2 separate regions of the Pan troglodytes genome follow, and region 1 is linked to region 2. The links are chromatin contacts, called in public HiChIP or PLAC-seq maps. All regions are on one chromosome and are shown on one strand. The core of a region is the stretch at or near the end of the contact, and the rest is flanking DNA. Distances in the headings are between cores, read along the strand shown.

Evidence for each region. HiChIP or PLAC-seq counts read pairs in DNA pulled down with a chosen protein or histone mark.
Region 1: a contact with region 2 is called in an H3K4me3 HiChIP or PLAC-seq map of stem cell-derived excitatory neurons, with 2.8 times the contacts expected there. The contact joins the promoter of TMEM179B here to the promoter of GNG3 in region 2.

What each region holds. Positions count from the first base shown.
Region 1 is chr9:65,098,127-65,100,897 of NHGRI_mPanTro3-v2.0_pri, reverse strand. TMEM179B (transmembrane protein 179B) reads right to left here and starts at 1,389. Exons shown (of 5, transcript XM_001158217.8): 1 at 1,214-1,389. The coding sequence starts at 1,309. TAF6L (TATA-box binding protein associated factor 6 like) reads right to left here. Exons shown (of 10, transcript XM_054662360.2): 9 at 2,353-2,481; 10 at 1,400-2,224. The coding sequence ends at 1,445.
Region 2 is chr9:65,019,944-65,023,047 of NHGRI_mPanTro3-v2.0_pri, reverse strand. It overlaps GNG3 (G protein subunit gamma 3), which reads right to left and starts at 1,521. Exons shown (of 2, transcript XM_001156854.7): 1 at 1,423-1,521; 2 at 615-1,140. The coding sequence starts at 1,521. The coding sequence ends at 1,012. It overlaps BSCL2 (BSCL2 lipid droplet biogenesis associated, seipin), which reads left to right. Exons shown (of 12, transcript XM_016921078.4): 1 at 1-669; 2 at 2,501-2,716. The coding sequence starts at 2,630.

The DNA of each region.
Region 1 (2,771 bases), core at 140-2,639, 78 kb before region 2:
TTGTATATCCTTCAACAAATAACTATCTGTGAGGTGCTTTTTTTTTTTTTTTTCTGGAGTGCAGTGGCGCTATCTCGGCTCACTGCACGCTCTGCCTCCTGGGTTCATGCCATTCTCCTGCCTCAGCCTCCTGAGTAGCTGGGACTACAGGCACCTGCCACCATGCCTGGCTAATTGTTTGTATTTTTAGTAGAGACAGGGTTTCACCGTGTTGGCCAGGATGGTCTTGATCTCCTGACCTCGTGATCCGCCTGCCACGGCCTCCCAAAGTGCTGGGATTACAGGCGTGAGCCACCAGGCCCGGCCAGTGTTTTTTTTTTTTTTTTTTTTTTTTTTTTTGCGATGGAGATTCGCTCGTCACCCAGGCTGGAGTGCAATGGCACGATCTCGGCTCACTGCAACCTCCGCCTCCCAGGTTCAAGCGATTCTCCTGCCTCAGCCTCCGAAGTAGCTGGGATTACAGGCATGAGCCACCACACCTGGCTAATTTTTGTATTTTTAGTAGAGACAGAGTTTTGCCATGTTGGCCAGGCTGGTCTCGAACTCCTGACCTCAAGTGATCCGCCTGCCTCAGCCTCCCAAAGTGCTGGGATTACAGGCGTGAGTCACCGCGCCCTGCGGATCTCTGAGGTTTTCTCATGGTGTAAAATAGGCACACTAGTGCCTACTTTATAGGCATTAAATGAACCCATGTTTATTAACCAGATTACCTGGCTGGGGTAAACGATGTAAATTATTGGCTTCTACCTTTACGTCAGCGTTTTCTCCATCTCTCATTTTGTCATTTAACACACTGTGCTACAATCATGTGGCAGCTTGATCATCTCCACTACACTATGCTTTATTTCTCGACAAAGCTCAGCACAAATGGCTTCTGATTTAACGGATGGACGCAGGTTCTGCACTGACTTCTGTTTCGGAACCACAGTAAGGCTGTGCAGCAGGAGCCACGAAACCCGACTCCACCTAGTGCTTTAAGACGCTACTGACCCGTCCCTTTGGCGAGGGGACAACTTCGAAGTATGACCTGGCCAGGAGGAGCCACAAAGCGCGATTAGCCTCGCTGCATTTCAGGTACAGGCCGGCGCCAGACGTGCCTCACCAAGTCCACCGGCTCCGAGCAGCAGCAAGCCCGGTCGGAAAGCGAAAGTGGCCTCGCCATGTCCAGACCGGCCAGCTCCCCCGCCTACCTGACCCCGCCCCGCAGCCGCACCTGGGTCCGAGTCATCGCCGCGGCCGCCACGGCCCCGCACAGGAAGGCGGCAGCAAAGAGCGCAAGCTCGACGCGCTGCAGCCAGGACAGCGCCATGGGGCCCTGACCACCAAGAAGCGCCGCCGCAGCAGCACCCCGCCCAAAGCCCACCTTATCCGGCGCGACCCACGAAGGTGGAGACGTCACTTCCGGGGGCAGGATTTATTTACAAGGAACGAAGCGGCCACTGACTCAGAGCGGCAAGTACAGCGAGTAGTCCGAGAGCGCCCACCGGCGGGCGGGGCGGCTGGTACGGCCGATCATGGGCAGTTTCTGCACGTAGCGGGAGGCCGGGCTAGGCCCGTACGGCGCGGGGAAGGCAGTCTGGAAAAGGCGCCCGCGGCAGCGCCTCCCAGCCTGCCGCCCGGCTATGATGAAACGAAAGTGCGGGGCGCCGCGCGGGGCGAAACGGCTCTTCTGGAAAACGTCGCGGGTGCCGGTCCCGGGGCCCTGCTGCCGGAGTGCCCCGCGCGCCCGATGCACGCGCGGCAAGGGCCTGCTCTCAGAGGCGGCGGGCCCAGAGGCCGACGCGGGGCCGCCTCCGCCGCTGCCCCGGGGGCTCTCGTCGCCGTGCGGGCTGACTATGGCGCTTGCCGTCAGCTGCGGCATCTTCCGCACCGAGTCCGGGGCTGCCGCCGGCTCCTTCTTGTCCCCGGGCGGCCGCGGAGCCGTGGGTGCAGGCTGGCCGGTGCCAAAGCGTGTGGCCAAGCTGTCACCGAAGAAGGCGTAGAGCTCCCGGTAGATGTCGGCCAGGGTCACCGAAAGAGAAGGGTCCTCCGGCCCCGCGCCCCCTGGCGGCAGCGGGAGGCCGGACCCAAAGCTGGGCTCTGCACCGCCCCCGGAGGACGACTCTTGAAAGAGAAGGCTGTCCCATGGCAGGTCGTCCAGGCGCCGGCACCCCCTGCCACCTGGGCCACCCCTGTTGGGCTCTGCTGCCTGGGCCTTCATCTTCAGCAGTCGCTCTACCGCCACCTGTAAGAGCCAAGGACTAAGATAGGCAAAAAATTCGAGGAACCTGGGCCCATCAAATATTCCAAAGTAAGCCTGCTTGGCTGCTAAGCTCATGCAGGGAAGGGAGGCTGGAAGGGGACGGTACTCACCAGAATGGCTCCATAGACTTTGTGCCCATCTGCTTTGACCTGAGCATTAGATACTGAATAATCATCCAGCACAGCCTGCAAGTTTGTCCAGTAGGTGGACAGGTGTGGGTACAGGACTCGTTCTACTGCCTGGAAGGAAGAGAAGGAATGCAGTTAGCATGTCTTTGATACTTATTCCCTCTCAAGGACCCTTTCCCATGAAAGACCTACCTTTATCTCTGATCCTAGACAGGGCTCAATCCTCCTAAATTCCCTGATTGGCATATTCAACCATATATTTATTTGGAACCTACTGTATACCTAAGCTAGGCATTGGGAATAAAGATAAGGTACAAAGGGAGACAATAAAAAATATACCCAATATCACTGCCCTGTGTGCTAAATAATGCTCATTACTGACAACTCCAAAATTTAGTTTG
Region 2 (3,104 bases), core at 272-2,771:
CTTCGACTCAATCGGGAGGACACCGAAATCCAGATTTCGGGGTTGCAGGGCGCGGGCCCCGGCTTGGTTAGGGCAGGGGCAGCCATTTTGAGACCAGAAGAGGGCGGAAGGGACCATATTGAGAACGCCGGTTGCCTGGGGGCCGCCATTTTAAGAGAAGCCCTGTACGGTAAACTCCGTGATGTGGGGGCTGCCATGTTGGTACGGCCATCTTGGAATGGGAGCGGCTGTGGGCGCAGCCATCTTAGGTATAAAATCGGCTCCAGTCGCGGTAACTGAAGCCAAGCTCCGCCCCTACCCTCCTAAGAGTTCCTCTGCTGTACGACTGCACTCCCGCACCCTCCCCTAAATCCCCCCTCTTCGGCCTGTTTACCTTTTAACTTGGCTTCGTTGCACGTTTGTGTGTGTGTGTTTGCTCTTCGCAGCCTCTTGAGCGTCTTTTGTACTTAATTCTTACACTGTGGACGCTCTCTCGCGCCCGCCATCCCCCGACCCCTCTGATCTCCGATCCTTGACGATGTCTAGCCTGCATTGATTGGCCCTGTTCCCTGGGTATGGCAGATCTGTTGCTTGATGATCCTCTCCCCCCAAGAATTCTAACACAGGAGCTGTCCTGAGGCTCTGGATGACTTTATTCTTCAAATGGTTTTACCCTCCCAGTAGCTCCAGGTGAGACTGAGAGCAAGAACCTGGCCCATCCCTCTCCATTGTCTGAGCAGGTCACCGAGGGAAGCGGGCAGGACGCGCTGGCAGAGTCTGACGGGGCCCTGCTGTGGGTGGAGCAAAGGGTGCCTCATATCTCTGGGGTGCTTGGGGTCGGCCACAAAGGTGGTAGGAAATGGGGTCGACAGATAGGTGAGGGTGGGCCTTGTGCTTCAGATAACCTCACATGGTCAGGCAAGGGTTAGGGGGATGGGATGCAAGGAGCCTAAGGGGCTCACAACAATTACTGACCTAAGGAAGGGCCCAGGAGAGGGAAAAGGGAGGAGTTGTGAGAAGGGACAGGGGAGCTCAGAGGAGAGCACAGAAGAACTTCTTCTCCCGGAAGGGGTTCTCCGAAGTGGGCACAGGGGTGATGAGGGGATCCTCACAGGCGTGGGCATCACAGTAAGTCATCAGGTCTGCTGCTGCCTTGGACACCTGGGACACAGCCAGGAAGGGTATTGTTAGCCAGGACCTCTGAAGGGGACTGCAGCCTCCCTCCCCAAATGGGTTCTCTTTTGCCATCTCCAGGGCTCCTTACGACTGTCTTCTCCCTCATCCCCCCCAGAGGCCTGGGGACAGCTCTCTCTACAGAGCCCCAGACTCCTCCCCTGACCTCAGGAAGTGAAGGAAAGAACGCATCTCTTATCTTGAGCTTTGGGAACCTGCAGCACAGCACAGCCTGGCCAACTAATGGGAGCCAGCCAGGGTCCCACCTACCTTTATCCGACACAAGCTGGCTTCAATCTTAAGCTGTTCCACCATCTTGCGTGCTTGCCCAATACTCATAGTGCTGTTCACCGGGGTCTCACCTTTCATCCTGGAAAAAAGAGGGACCTCTCAGAGCACAGTCTCAGCTGGAGGCCCCCCTCCATGCTCACTCCACACCAATTTACAAGGCTGTGGTCATACCCCAATATTTTGTTCCCCTCCTATCCTCCTCCTCCTCCTCCAGTGGACTGTCTCATCCCTGTATTCCTCATGGAAAAAAATAGGGTGGGATGAGGTGCTCCCCAAACTCCCTCATGGCCTGGGCCACAGATCATTAAACCTTACACAAATGATTTAAGGCTTTTCAGCCCTTCAAACCATGTGTGTTCCCAGCTCTGAAGACCTCAACCAACCCTGATGAGGAGGGCACATCACCCCTGTCTGCTCCAGTGAGCCCCAACAGGAGAAAAACAGGCCATTACTTACCTGAAGCCACAAGCGGCAGTAGCAGCCCTGGGTGTAGGGTCAGTGGAGGGTACCAAAACCTTCTGCCTGAAATGGGTGCCCCACCCAGTAGGGAGTTGCAGCTGAAAGTATCTGATGCAGAAGCAGTGACTATAGGAAAGGAGGCCCCTGGGGAGGGCCAGGCCAGAGGTCTGTCGAGGGCTGGTCTCGGTTTCTGCAGCTCAAGCACTGTCTGGATGGCTGGTACCTGAAGGATGAAGGATGCTAGAAGGAGCTGCTCAGATCCTGGAGCATACCAACTGCCTGGCCAGTGGGGGAGCCTAGCTGCCTACATCCCTGCGCACACCCCCACTGTCGCTGGTTCACTGCCTGCCCCTCCCCCATTGCAGGCATCCTGACTCTGGGCTAGAGACCTCCCCAACAGAGCTGAGGCCAAGGCCGACTCCCCCTCTCAAATGGCGTGGTCTGGGCCTATGACGGCCCCTGCAGTGGAGTCTGTACTGGCTGCGGGGGACCCTGCTCATTTGAAAATCTGACATCAGCTGGGCAGTCGCCCCCCTCCTCCTTTCCTCCCTCTACCCTGACACAGCACTTAGCATCTGAATCTTCGTTTCTCTCCCAGGGACCCTCCATTTTCCATATCCAGGAAAATGTGATGCGCCACAGGTATCAGCGTCTGGATCGCCACTTCACGTTTTAGCCACAAGTGACTCAGTGGAAGATCCAGAGTCAACAGAGGCTCGTCAGGAAGATGTCTACAGAAAAGGTAGACCAAAAGGAGGAAGCTGGGGAAAAAGAGGTGTGCGGAGACCAGATCAAAGGACCGGACAAAGAGGAGGTAGGGGCCCTTGTGGGGACAGTCAGCAGAAATATACTGGAAATAGGTGGGCTGGCGTGAAGGGGGCGGGGGGATGGATTGGTTTTAAGAATTTCATTCATTTTGAATAGATTACTTCCCACGCCCGCAGCAGTGTGCAAAGATGTACACAACACTGGCCTTGCCCTCTGAAGGACTTTATCTGGGGTGATTAGACGTCTACAAAATAGAAGACTGCCTAAAGCTAGTCTAGATAATGTGCTGTGGGGACTCTGAGGGAGAGTGTATCCAGTTAGGGTCAGAGGAGGTCCACAATGCTACCACGCTGGGAACAGGGCACTAATCTGCCTGCGCAACAACGCAAGAGGCCCAGGTTGCCGCAAACTGCAACATGCTCTAGGCGAATGCC